Regions from separate parts of the Capra hircus genome. Here region 2 is linked to region 1. The links are chromatin contacts, called in public Hi-C maps. All regions are on one chromosome and are shown on one strand. The core of a region is the stretch at or near the end of the contact, and the rest is flanking DNA. Distances in the headings are between cores, read along the strand shown. Region 1 has its middle 27 kb from the start of GLRX. Region 2 overlaps SPATA9 (spermatogenesis-associated protein 9).

What was found. Hi-C and Micro-C count contacts between places; a contact is called where the count stands out from the background.
Region 2: a contact with region 1 is called in a Hi-C map of blood, with 4 times the contacts expected there. The contact joins two enhancer-like sites. A contact is called at or near these places in 3 of 5 Hi-C or Micro-C datasets (all in blood).

The regions. Positions count from the first base shown.
Region 1 is chr7:15,405,507-15,412,593 of ARS1.2, forward strand. No RefSeq gene overlaps it. Among named protein-coding and RNA genes, the nearest start is that of GLRX, 27 kb to the right of the region's middle. Within about 2 kb of position 2,310, at least 5 of the 5 cell types and tissues checked have an H3K27ac peak or open chromatin away from gene starts, as enhancers often do.
Region 2 is chr7:15,570,910-15,578,222 of ARS1.2, forward strand. SPATA9 (spermatogenesis-associated protein 9) reads left to right here. Exons shown (of 5, transcript XM_018050025.1): 4 at 6,909-7,004. The region is part of intron 3 of RFESD (Rieske domain-containing protein); the gene reads right to left. Among named protein-coding and RNA genes, the nearest start is that of SPATA9, 20 kb to the left of the region's middle. Within about 2 kb of position 2,927, at least 2 of the 5 cell types and tissues checked have an H3K27ac peak or open chromatin away from gene starts, as enhancers often do.

The DNA.
Region 1 (7,087 bases), core at 1,060-3,559:
AATTCTTTTTCTGCAAAGCCAAAGGGCCAGGGCCTTGTCCCTGACCCCCTGGTCTAGCGGCTCGGATCTGATGCTCTCTTTGCTGTGACCCGATGTCAATCTCTGGCCAGGAACTGAAAGCCTGCTTCAAGCCGCTGCAAGCCATCTGAGACCAGTACATCAGTCTTTAGCTTTTGTTTGTTTTAGGTACTTTTCATATCCTTAATCTTTCATTAGCCTTCTAGAACAGATCTTTCGATAAGGCTAATTTGGAATTTTGAAGACTTTAGAGTCTTCTGCATTCCAGTTAAAATAGGAACAGCATTTTAAGATGAGCGTTTTATCTGCCTTCAGAATGCAAGAGACAGCAAGAGGCTCAGCTTTGATCCCTGTGTTGAGAAGATCCCATGAAGAAGAATGGCACCCTACTCCAGTATTCTTGCCTGGAGAACCCCATGGACAGAGAAGCCTGGTGGGCAAAGAGGTCAGAAAGAGTCGGATATGGCTGAGTGACTGAGCACAGAAGAATTTTCAAGCCAAAGGATCCAAGGAACTAAGCCCTACAAATACTTTCTCTGGCTCATCTAATTTTAGAAAAGAGAAAAATTCTTACCACTCTTGCTTCCAGCAGACCCTGCAGGCAGGGATCCAGGAGGCTGACTGACAGCCTCGATAAGAAATTGCTCTCTGCTGACTTTCTCTGTGCACACAAAAGTCAGCTTTGCAGGGTCAAAAGAACCCCATTGTGGCCATTTCAGGGCAGGATTTCCTTTAATTCCCAATTAAGTACTTGAAAAGTGAAATTGCTCAGTTGTATCCTACTCTTTGAGACCCTGTGGACTGTAGCCCACCAGGCTCCTCCATCCATGGGATTCTCCAGGCAAGAATACTGGAGTGGGTTGCCATTTCCTTCTCCAGGGGATATTCCTGACCCAGGGATCGAACCTAGACATAATGTTCGGCCTTTGAGGCATAAAAGTTTCCCATTATCAGTGCAGTGGTTGAACTCAGATATGAGATTTGATCCCAACAGCTTTCTGAGGGTAGTGTGAAGGAGCGAATGCGCACTGCTTCTGCGCCCTTGGGTCAGTTAGACTCTTCTAACACCTCGGTGTCTCTCTGTGACTGTCTTAAAAACACCGTGGGTTCTCACAGCACTAAGATCGGTCCTTCCCTTGGGGGCCCCTGGAAGGGCAGCATTTACTTGCTGGTTTCAGTGGGGTCCCCAAGAGGACTGCTGCACGGCAGGAGGATGGATCCTCAGACACTTTGCTAGGTTCTAAGTCATCTGAGAACATCTTGTGGCCGGAAGAAGCAAGTGTCCCTTGCTCTTCGGAGCTAAATGAATCAGTCTCTCGCTTTAGTAGTAGAAGTTCTGGGTAGACCAAGTTTATATGCTTATTTTCTAATGTTTTTCTCACATAAACTGCAGCATGCTTTTGATACAGTTCTATAACGTACCTCCTTCTTTTAATATCTCTTAGCCAGTTCTATATTAACAACCTACTTCTTTTTAAATCGTTACATGGTATATTATTTCTGGATGTACCAAATATTTTTAAATAGAAACTTAAATGGGATGTTAAACTTCATACAGATTTTTCCCAGTCTCATATATTTACAGTACTCTATAATAATAAGTCGGAGAAGGCAATGGCACACCACTCCAGTACTCTTGCCTGGAAAATCCCATGGACGGAGGAGCCTGATGGGCTGCAGTCCATGGGGTCGCTAAAAGTCAGATGCGACTGAGCAGCTTCACTTTTACTTTTCACTTTCATGCATTGGAGAAGGAAATGGCAACCCACTCCAGTGTTCTTGCCTGGAGACTCCCAGGGACGGGGGAGCCTGGTGGGCTGCTGTCTGTGGGGTCGCACAGAGTCGGACACGACTGAAGTGACTTACCAGCAGCATAATAATAAGTACCGCTAGTCCCTGGGGGCTCAGCTGGTAAAGAATCCGCCTGCAATGCGGGAGACCTGGGTTCGATCTCTGGGTGGGAAGATTACTCTGGAGAACGGAACGGCTACCCACTCCTGTATTCTGGCCTGGAGAATTCCATGGACTGTATAATCCATGAGGTCACAAAGGGTCGGACACGACTGAGCGACTTTCACGTAATAATAAGTATTCATTAAGGTGATGCAGACATGTCTTTGGAATCATTTTTAAAAGGCTAAAAATTACGTTCAGGATAACTCTGCCTTAAAGCATATTTTCAATGAAATTGTTTGTGGAGATCAAATAGAGAATGCTCTTTAATCTCACCACCCACCCTTCCGGAAGATTCCTCACAAGCACTATTCTGTGCTGCCACTAGGTGGTGCTCCAACCACGATGTCTCTATGAGCCTCGGAAACCGGTTTCAGTTCCCCAGCCCTAGGTTAGGCAAGATAGGAAATGAAATCACATTGCATGGAATGTTTCTCAGTTTTCACAGGACCCAGAGTGAGGCTGACAACCGTAAACCGCTCTATTCGGGAAGGCAGTGGTAAGGAAATGACCAAGCCAACATGGGGTCGGGTGGGGGACGGGAAGTGACTTATTCCCCTACCTCAGGGGCTGGCCCAGTGATGCTGAAAGGTGAGGCCACGACCCAGCTCACACAGATCCCCTCCAGACCTTCCAGCCACCACAGCCAGGCCGACGCGTGCGCTACGGCAAGGTCTAGAGCGGGAGGACCCATACGTGGGCCGTGTGTGTGTGCGCGCGCGCTTAGTCGCTCATTCGTGACCAATTCTTTGCAACTCTATGGGCCATAGCCCGCCAGGCTCCTCCATCCATGGGATTCTCCAGGCAAGAATACTGGAGTGGGTTGCCGTTTCCTTCTCCAGGGGATCTTCCCGATCAAGGGATTGAAGCCCGGTCTCCTGCATTGCAGGCAGAGCTTTTACCGACTGAACTATGAGGGAAACCCTTATATGGGGGCCTGAGGTCTGCTGTAGCTCTGCTCTGCCCAGATATGTGCCCTGTGGTGAGGGCAGCCTGCCACAGCCTGAACGAAGCTTCTGTCCCCATCCCTGGAGTTCTTTCAGGACATTCAGCTTCCCAAGTGAGTGCTGAGTCACTTCAAGGAAAACAGGTCTCCATACCTTCTGCTGCTACGGCTGCTAAGTCGCTTCAGTCGTGTCTGACTCTGTGCGACCCCCTGGATGGCAGCCCACCAGGCTCCCCCATCCCTGGGATTCTCCAAGCAAGAACACTGGAGTGGGTTACCATTTCCTTCTCCAATGCATGAAAGTGAAAAGTGAAAGTGAAGTCGCTCAGTCGTGCCCGACTCTTAGCCACCCCATGAACTGCAGCCCACCAGGCTCCTCTGTCCATGGGATTTTCCAGGCAAGAGTACTGGAGAGGGGTGCCATCATCTTCTCCGATCTCCATACCTAGGCCAGTTTAAAAACACAGGCCAGAGTGTGTGATATACTCATGAATGTGACAGGGCCACAAAGAAAGAAGCAATCTGTGTGGGCCAGGGCACTGAAAAGCTTTCACAACAGAGGTGACACTGCGAATGAAGAGAGCTGAAATGTCTGGAGAGAGATCGGGCCTTGGAGAGGAGGAGGGCATGGTAACCCAGACACAACTGAGCGACTTCACTTTCACTTTCTTTCAGAGTTCTAGGGGCTGGGGGAGGCACCCGGGGAGGCACCCTGGAGGCCAGGAAAGGAGGAGCCCCAGCGCCCCACTCCCACCCCAGCCCCAGCAGCTCCAGCTGGTAGGGTTCTGTACAAGCTTTGAACAAAGCACCCCCCTGCTTTTTCCTCTAACTTGGAACCGCTGATCTAGTCCAAGCTGCTCGTTTTACAGATGAGGGCACTGAAGCTCACTGGGGACCTTCCCGGAGCCACAAGCAGTGGGGTACACTCCGGACACACTGCAGAAGGGAGGACAGAGTGTCCGTGAGGGGACCAGAAAGGACCACATCTCATCTGACCCACAGGTTATAAAAGCACGTTTGTCGAACCACGTAAAACTAAAGCCAGTTTGTATTTTGCCTCTCAGGTTCAATTAGGAGATACGATTTTTTCTCTTTCCAGAAACAAAGACATGGAACCTCAGATGCAATGCACATACCTGACTAAACCCCAAAGCACATCCCTAGAACCAGCAAAGTAACTGAGTCATCAGTTAAAGGAAAGGCAACCCCCTGGAAAACCCCACGAACAGAGGAGCCTGGCGGGCTGCAGTTCACAGCGTCCCAAAGAGTCAGACACACCTGAGCAGCTGCGCATGCGCACACACAGTAGCTTCAGGACAGCAGAGGGCCCACTTTATGCTGACCAGCTCCATCTTCACTTGGGCTGTCCCGGAGGGAAGGCAAAATGCCAACAGTTGCAGGCATACAGACTTAAAGTCTTCCAGGAAAAGAGAATCTGTGTCCCAATACACCAGGTACCAGGAGTTGCATCTCTTCGTCTTGGCTTGGATCATTTGTCCCTCCTTAAACATAATGATTTGGTTCTGCTTGGTTAGCGGTGTCACGTGACCATCCCCCGCTGGGATGAAGAATTTAGCAGAGGTCACCTCCTGCTAGAACTGAGTCTTAAAGGATGAAACCCCAATCAAGAGTAGGGAGAGGGGTGGCTCCCCAAAAGGAATAGACAGAATCTTTGCTGGAAGAAGGGATGTTGCCTTGGCAGAAACCACAGATGTGTACCCTCTTCATCGGCTCAGCTGTTCTCTGCTGCTGTCTGTGTTGATCAGACAGTGCATACACGATGCCTCTGGTGGGCTGGAGAGCAGCTAAATAACAGAGACTGCTCGCAAAGCTAGCTTGCCTGTTCACTGATATGTTCACTAAGTAAATGTTTATTTCAAGTAAGCCACAAACTCGGACCCAGCACAGGCAGGGAGTGTTCCTGGGTAAACTGGCTTCCAGGAGCCACTGTATCAGGAAGCACCACAGGCCAGCCAAGCCCCTAGAGCCATATTTTGAGTCTTGTTTGGTTATCAGCTACTTTTTCTGCATTCCTGCAGGCCCCAGGATACCAGCTTTTTCATTTTTCTGTCTTTTTCCTGGAAGTTTCTCTGCTCCCAAATTTGGCCTGGCCTAGAACAGAGGGCAGACTTGTCTTTCTAGCTACTTCTGATGTTCTTGAAAACCAGGAAACAGATTCTATTCTTTGTTAGAACTGAGGACTGGGAGAACTTCAAAATTCAGAAGTCTTATAGTTTTCTTATGGTCTTTATTCCTGGTCATCACCTTTTCCTGGTTCCAAAAGGCCATCACCTTTTCCTGCGCCTTCCTGACATTTCTGCCTCCTCTTTCCGGCATGAAGTCAGACTGGTAGTATCTCTCCCTGTGAATTAGTATCTATCCTGTGTATTAGCAGTAGCAGCTACCACTTGTCGCGAGAACACTTATCTGGGCCAGGCACCATGGAAAATACTGCAGGATAACATAACGTGTGATCCTCACCTCCCCTCTGAGGGTGGTTCCAACACCACCCCATCTAGCACCATCCGGCAAAGAGGAAACTTGGAGCTGGAGACATGAAGTCACTTGCCTGAATCCACCTGGTCTGAGGGATTTGCAAGTAGGTCGTCTTGACCCTGAAGTCCTGCTCTCAACCTCTACACACTGGTTCCCTGTGGACCTCTGCTTCAGGAAGTGCTTTCCCAGCACGGAGGCCCAAAGGCACAGAATGACGAGAACAAATAGGCATCCAGGAAGAATGCTCAGGCCCCACAAGGACACAGGCAGCCCCGGGCACGTCCAATGACCACAGGCCTGAGTGCCTTCAGGCTTGATGCCTAACGATGCGTGCTCACAGCCAACATACACAGGGAAGGCTATCATAGATTTACTTCATACATTACCCCAACTGGTACCTAAACCGAATCACCTCCGTCACCTCTATTTTATGTAGTTGAGTGTTTCTCAAACTTTTCCTCATCCACATGCCCCTCAGACAAGTGAAAAATTCACACGACCACTGCCCCAAATTCTGGTTTGGTCCCCACTGGTCCCTTCCCTCCATTCCATCTTTTGCATTTTCCCATGTGGCCCACAAAAGGATTTTGCCAAAAGTCAGTTCCCATAGTTTGACTCACAAAAGAAATCCTTTTTTGTTTTCCATATATAAAATTATTGTGTAATATTGAATAGGATTTTCAGAATACACACCCAGACCTATTTAAAATACTTAACATCTTAGATGGCATGGGCTCCGACCAATCAGAGTGACTGCTGCTCCTTACGGCACGCTGGAAAATTCCAGCATAACTGAAGCCAGTCCTGGTGTTTCTGCTAGTTTGCCACAGAACTCCACTAGGTGAGAAGGAAAGATTGCATAATTCTCTTTCTCCTTTCTCTGAGGTAAACCTTTCTTCCTAATTTTTTTTTCCTGCACAATGGATGGACTTATCAAGGATGAGTAACAATAGCTAGGTGCATTACTGTGTCAGATTGAAGCCCTTCCAGTCCATTGAGTTGCATCATCCATTAAGTCCATTAAGGTGGCGTCAGCTGACTGCTCACCTTAATGTTCAACTATTAAGAGACTCGGCAGGTGTCTACACAACAGCCACCCCTACTTCTTCCTCCCACGGGAATTTCCATTTGGTTTTTTAGGTCATGAAGGGGTGAGGTACCAGGTTTCATAATCCTTGAACGTGGAGCCAGTTGTGGAAGATGAAGCTGCACCCGAACTTGAACAATTCCTGCGCTTGCCTGTGTGGGAGAGTGACATGGCAGGGACTTACAGGACATGAGCAAGGCTCACAGCACAGAGCTGTCAGAAGTGATGTCAGAAACGATGTCCAAAGTATGGAACCCTGCTCAGCCCAGGCAAACAGCAGCAGGACCCCAAAGAGCTGGAGCCAGCATCAGGAAGAAGGTGCAAAGTACCAGGGACATCGAGCAGCGGCTGAAAGGGCTTATTACTAAGTGCCTGTGAAACACCCTCTGCTGATCCCCAGAAATAAATGGCAGGCGTCTGCCAGGACTGCAGCTCTTCACTGGAAGATTCAGGGGAAGAAAAATAGCAACAGTGAAGCAGATGCTATAGTTTTGTTCCCCAATAATAATAAGATAGATTCAATAAAATCAGATTTTCTGGAGGGCCTATGAATAAGTGGTGCAGGGACTGTAAAGGTGAGCTTTCCT
Region 2 (7,313 bases), core at 1,677-4,176, 170 kb after region 1:
GATTCTGGAAAACTTTCAGCCATTATGTCTTCAAATATTGCCTCCTCATTTTCTCTGATCTCGTTCCAGAATGCCTACTAAACACACTTTTGAATCTTCTCATTTTAGTCCTGATGTCCATTTACCTTTCTTGTATTATCCTTTATCTCTTTTTGATACATCCGAATAATTTCCTCTGATCTGTCTTCCAGTTAACTAACTCTCTCCCGCTCTAATATGCTCTTTTACTTATTAAATGTACTTTAAGTTTCAAACATTATATTTGTCATCTCTAGAAGTTCTATAATTTTTGGTGTTTCCCTCCAAATTTCTACTTTTTAAAAAACATCGTTTTATAGAATTACATCTCTTTAATAACCACTTTTATTTTAAACATATTATTTATGATCTTTTTAAAGATTATTCTTTGAGGTTTAGGGGGATTGCTAATCTTCTGTCTATTGTGATCTATGTTGTGTCTACTCATTTTATTTCAACTGAAAATTTTTCTTCAGTAAGAATTTTTTTAAAATAGAAATACCTTCTGGCCTTGAGGATACAACAGTTTCTCTAGAGAATTTTGCTTGTGCTCAGGAGGGGTCAGTCCCTGGTAGAGACCTGCTTTCTCACCTTTTTGGTCTGGCTGCCACTGCTGCTAAGTCACTTCAGTCGTGTCCGACTCTGTGCAACCCCATAGATGGCAGCCCACCAGGCTCCCCTCCCTGTCCCTGGGATTCTCCAGGCGGGAACACTGGAGTGGGTTGCCATTCCCTTCTCCAAGGTGTGAAAGTGAAGTCACTCAGTCGTGTCCGGCCCTCAGAGACCCCATGGACTGCAGCCCACCAGGCTCCTTCATCCATGGGATTTTCCAGGCAAGAGTACTGGAGTGGGGTGCCATTGCCTTCTCCATTGCAGCTCTATAAAGGCCTGACCTCACCTCATGCACATCCAAGTCTCATCTTCACTCTGTTTATTAAAACTCAAGCCCTCAGTCCTTATTTCAGGATCCAGTAACATCATCATTCCTGAGACATGAAATCACACACTTACTGCTTGGCTTTTAGTTCCTGACATGGAAAGATTTATCCCTTCCTTCCTCCTCTTCTTTCATGTTCTGTAAACTTAGTCTGGTGTTACATTTTTGGAGTTTGATTTATATAGAATTTATAGGGTTTTTTTGTTTGTTTGTTTGTTTTTTTTTTTTGGTGAGAGGTTCCCCACTAGCTCAGTCTGCCACATTGCTGGAACCAGGTGTCCTTCAGGTTTACTTCTTAATATCTTTTACAGATTATAAGATGGTTAACTTTCTTTTTAAAAGTGAAATGTAATTCTACCCTTCTTCACTTACTTAATGAAGATTTACTGAAAACGACATGTAAAATCACGTATGGGTACTCAGTTCAGTTCAGTCACTCAGTTGTGTCTGACTCTTTGTGACCCCATGAACCCCAGCACTCCAGACCTCTCTGTCCATCACCAACTCCTGCAGTTTACCCAAACTCATGTCCATTGAGTCGGTGATGCCATCCAACCAGCTCATCCTCTGTCATCCCCTTTTCCTGCCCTCGATCTTTCCCAGCATCAGGGTCTTTTCAAATGAGCCAGCCCTTCACATCAGGTGGCCAAAGTATTGGAGTTTCAGCTTCAACATCAGTCCTTCCAGTGAATACCCAGGACCGATCTCCTCTAGGATGGACTGGTTGGATCTCCTTGCAGTCCAAGGGACTCTCAAGAGTCTTCTCCAACACCACAGTTCAAAAGCATCAATATTTCCGCACTCAGCTTTCTTTATAGTCCAGCTCTCACATCCATACATGACTACTGGAAAAACCATAGCCTTGACTAGATGGACCTTTGTTGGAAAAGTAATGTCTCTGCTTTTAAATATGGATTCATAAATGTCCTGTGGACTATAGGGATGATGGACAAGTAAGCTGTGACCACTGGGTGTACTGAGTGCATGATGAAAGTGTGCGGAGTGGATTATGGAAGCAACAACAAGGGGAATATAATTCCTAAGAGTAGTCGGTGTAGTCTTCCTAGAAGATGATACTGGATCTGAGGTGGGGAGGAAGGGAAATTATCCCAGTGAAGTAGTAGGAGAATCATTTGAGAAAGTAGACAATGTATATTAAGAAGCTGAGGCAAGAGCATGACTTACGTAGAAAATGTAAGTAGTTCCACAAGGCTGAAGTGAGACAAGTGGGAACAGTCCCAGGTCAGAGCTTCTGGGGTCCTTGAAGGTTAGGAGTGAGGAGGAAGCTTTTCTTGGGTAATGTGGATTAGCTAGGGCAGAGATTCGGAATTGCCACTGAAAGGAACCAAAGTTGTAGCAAGGAAGAAAGCAAATATCAAATCTGAAAGTCTCAGTGAGGATAGACATAGAAGTGTGAGCAGTGAAGTTTAGTGGCCTGGAGAATCTGAGGAACAACAGACAAATGTGTGAGGTGCGGTGGAGGTCAGTGGGTTGGTCTGTGAATGGAATGTATCCATGGCACCCAACTGTGCCGAGGGGTCAATGGCATATCACAGAGTTCAGCTTACCCAGAGTGGACTCCAGCCTGAATTCCTTCAAGAATGGTCAGGCTGCCTGTGTCAAGATGGAACTCTGTGGTGTGTGAAAATAAAAGGAGTCAAATGTGGAGAGTTGGGGTCAGGCCTGTCCAACTGGCTATCTTGCTGTGACACTTCCTTGGCACCTGGCTCTGTGGGTGCTGTCAGGCTGCTCCCCAAACCTTTCCCTGTTGTGCAGGGCTGAGGTTAGTGATGTATGCCTGCTTCTTCTGCAGGGGGCCTTAGGAATGGAAAACTGAGAATTTCTTGGTGATTTTCATTATGCCCAGCAGCAATACTTACAGAATGCTGCATCTGCTTAGCCTTGGAAGCTGCCTGCCCGAGTGAGGCCTGCAGCTGCTCTAGGCTGCAGTGACCTACATAGTCAGCTTGGAGGCTGACTTCAGCCAAGACACGTCAGCTCCCAGACATAGTTGCTGACTTTGGCACCCCAGCGCGGGGCCACAGGACCAGAAGCTCTGTCTATGGTAGAATCTTCTGTATAGTGACATTAGAGGAGTTTGGTTCTACTTTGTACACGTTCTCTGGAGTGGCGTGGTCCAGAAATGGGCAAACTAAACTCTTAGCCTCAGGAGTGCCTGTGCCATAAGTGGACCCCAGGGAAGTGTTGCTCCCTTTTTCAGGATGAAGAATCACAGACGCTTACCTAAGTAAAGTTTCTTCCTCACCCCCAGCCCTCCAAGGTAGACTCCAGTTTGGGGTTTAAACTATAAACCTCACAAATAGTGGGAACTTCTTTAGCTCCTTGAAGGGCTTGCCATGAGGCTATCTTGGGTGGTGTAATTCAAGACTGAGGGCTGGGGGGAGAAAGGACAATTCCTAGAAAGCAGAAGTATTAGAATCTTGAAGACATACTTTGGCAGGCTGGCCAAGAGGGTGAGATATTCGAGCTTTTATAGGACCACCCAATTAAGAGCTCATTCAAGGGTAATGCTCCACAGGCTGTTAATACTGGCATGCTGTTGTTGTTTAATCATTAAGTCATGTTCCACTCTTTCGCGACCCCGTGGACTGTAGCCTGCCAGTCTCCTCTGTCCATGGGATTTTCCAGGCAAGAATACTGGAGTGGGTTGCCATTTTTCCTCCCCCAGGGGATCTTCCTAACCCAGGGATCGAATCCACATCTCTTATGTTGCAGGTGAATTCTTTACCACTGAGCTATCTGGGAAGCCCCAATACTGGGATAAACAAAGTCAGAAAGCTTTCTTTCCTGTGGATTGCTAGGAGTCTTCCCTGCATTCATGAGTACTGTGGGTTGCTAAGCAAATTCATGATCAAGTAGCTTTTCCAAACTTATAGGAAACACTTTTTTCTGGACCTGTAAAAGCAGTATTTCTTCCAACACTTATTTGTGAATCACTGAATTAGAGTGTCCCCTATAACTCCCTTCTTATTTCATCAAGATGGTTTGGGACAACATAAATTCTCCAACCTTCAGATCCATAGTAAGTGGATCTCTATTTTCTAAGTAGCTTATATTCTGCTTTTTTGTGTGATTTATCTCATTGTTAGTGAAAATAAGTTGAAAATAGATATTTCTTCTATGAGACAAGGCAGTCAAAATTATATGGGAGAAGTAGAACATGAAATTATGTGGGAGGAATTTAAAACAAATGTTTTTACTGTTGAAATATCCATGTATTATATATGTTAACATTACCAAATTCAAAAAGGAAATATATGGATATAATATTGATATCACAATACTTTTAAATGCAAATAAAATAAAAACATGTAACAAAGAGGTTAAGATAAAATTTTTGAAACCAGCCAAGACAGTCTAGACAAAGCCTCCCTTTTTCCAAATTTCTCCCGTTTGTTTATCTCAGTTTTTGCCATATACTATTCCTGCTCATAGCAAACCCAAAATGAAACAGTGTGGTTTATAATATGAAAAACATGTATTGCAAGTGAGTCATAAAATGGAAAAATGGCTACTTAGCCAGTAGCCACATACATTTTGGAGGGTATGTATTTTTACAGGGGTGATTTATTATAGTAACAGCAAATATTTATTAAAAGCATTAAAATGGTGAAAAAGTTACCCCCAGGCAATATACAGATTTGTCATTCAGAAGCATAACATATATCAAATACATATTTATTTCTAAACTAATCCATTTTAATTACTTTTAGGTGAAGGACAAAAATCTGAAAAGAAAGATGCAGCAGAACAAAAACAGAGTAATTTTCCTGGCGTGCAGACCCCATTTTTATTTTATCTTGCGCGCAGACCCCATTTTTATTTTATCTTGCGCGCAGACCCCATTTTTATTTTATCTTGCGTGCAGACCCCATTTTTATTTTATCTTGCGTGCAGACCCCATTTTTATTTTTATTGTATATGACCTAACAATTATTGGACCTTCCACTACATCCATATATTCACAAACTCATGAATATTTTACTCTACTAGGAGGCATTCTGTTGGCACGTATCTGATTTCCTTCCGAATGTCTGCTCCCTCCTTACAGAGTTTGTCTCCTGTAGCCTAATAGTGGGACTCAAAGGCATGCTATCAATCCGAGTCTTTCAGCAAGAGTAAAACAGTAGCAGCAGCTTCATTTCCTGGAAGTGTTCTCCAAAGCCAGGAAGTCTGGGAAGTTTTCCAGACTGACTTGTGGAGAGAGTGGGCTAAAACTGCCCCTGCCTATTACTGTGTGCAGGAGCTGGCATGGCCTGAGGGTGGGGGTAAGAAGGAAAACCCCCCTCGCCCCTCCCTCCTCACCCCACCATCTCTCAGCTACTAGGCTAGATAGTATTCTTGGCTTCAGCATTCCATACATCACTTGAGAGGTGAAGGGAGATTGTGATGGACACCTTTGTTCTTCCGACTGAAGTGACTTAGCAGTAGCAGCAGCAGGGACAGCAGTAAGCAAAAACTCAGTACAACAAGCACTTAGAGCAGGACCTGGTATACAGGCCATACAAATGTCTGCTCAATGAAATGCTACCACCTGTTCTTCAGAAGCACCATGTAAAAGGCTGCAATGTTACCACTGGGTGGATACAGCATAATTCACCTAGCCACTCTGCTACCATTGTTTCAGTTTTTCAGTGTTATAACCTTTTAATCCAACCAGTCCATCCTAAAGGAGATCAGTCCTGAATGTTCACTGGAAGGACTGATGTTGAAGCTGAAACTCAAATACTTTGGCCACCTGATGCAAAGAACTGACTCACTGGAAAAGACCCTGATGCTGGGAAGGATTGAAGGCAGGAGGAGAAGGGGATGACAGAGGATGAGATGGCTGGATGGCATCACTGACTTGATGGACATGAGTTTGAGTAAACTCCGGGAGTTGGTGATGGACAGGGAGGCCTGGCATGCTGCAGTCCATGGGGTTGCAAAGAGTTGGACACGACTGAGCGACTGAACTGAACTAAACCTTTTAATGATCATATATATATATATATATACCATTTTCATTTGTGTGCTATTTTACAGTATTCGTGCCTGGAAAATGCCATGGGCGGAGGAGCCTGGCAGGCTACATACAGTTCATGGGGTTGCAAAGAGTTGAACATGACTGAGCCACTTCACTTCATTGTGCATTTGCATAATTTTATATTTACAGCCTATACCTTCTGGGAGTTTTTGAAGCCTCTGAGTGACTTGGCTCTCCAGAGAAGTATGACTAGCTGCCCCTTCACTGATAAAGGGGAAGGGAATGTTCTTCCTACCATCATCATTTCATATCCTTATAGCATAATTCACCTAAAAGCCACAGAGGTGGCCTCTAAGAGTTACAGTTCCCTCAAACTGAATATATTGTGGTGAGGCAGGGACACATTCTAGAAGCTAGAAAAATCTGAGAGACAAATTCTTTATTAGTGTAAACCTCTACATTGCAAAAAGCATGCTGGATATGAGTGCAGAGTATTTGCTGAAGCTTAATGATCATCTAAGATTAATACTGGCCTTCAGCAGTCTCATGATTAACACTTCCAGGCAGGTCATTAATCTCCAGGAAATGCCCGGTATTTTCATTGCTGTTTGCTTAATTGAAGAAGTGAATAATTTAGTAAAGGATGACTACGTGAATTTCAACAGACTGTTTTTCTAATAAGCACAGCAGCACCCCCTAGTGAGCACACTTGGTAAACGTCAAAAACCAAAAATCAGATTTTGGAAATGGGAGATTTTTTTAATAGATTTGTCATAGGTTTTAATTAGCAAAAGAAAGTATCTTTTTGTAAAGGAGGAAGACATTATATTTTCAAGGTGTGGGAAAACTGAGATCTAAAGTAGATGACTATCAATATTTGAATTCTCATTTTACAATAACATAAGATTTAACATGGTAACATTGAAAATCTTTTGTTTTAATAAGAAAACTCATTTGTTTTTTCAGGTCAGAAAGGGGTCTTTGTTTGAAATCATTTCTTTCCCAGCAAAGACTGCTTTAACTAGCATAATGTGCGCTTCATATGCAGCACTCATTTATTTGGTAAGTTAAGAAAGTAATTAGAATCTGGAAATATAATTATTTTATGTAAAGAAATACTGTATAGTCTATTCTTAAACCAAGATATTATTCTATTATTATGCAAAATAATTTTACATTAAAAATTACATTTCTAAGGAGCCAGGTCAATCCACCAAAAACTAAGTTGCTTAAGTAATAAAACTTATTTTACCTTTAAAAAAATGTATTACTATTTGGTCAAAACATTTTGGTTTGGCTTTCATTAGGTTACAGGTGTTTTGTTTCTGCCATTGTGCTGTGGTTGGTTAAAGTTCAGCTTTTGTTTTTTGA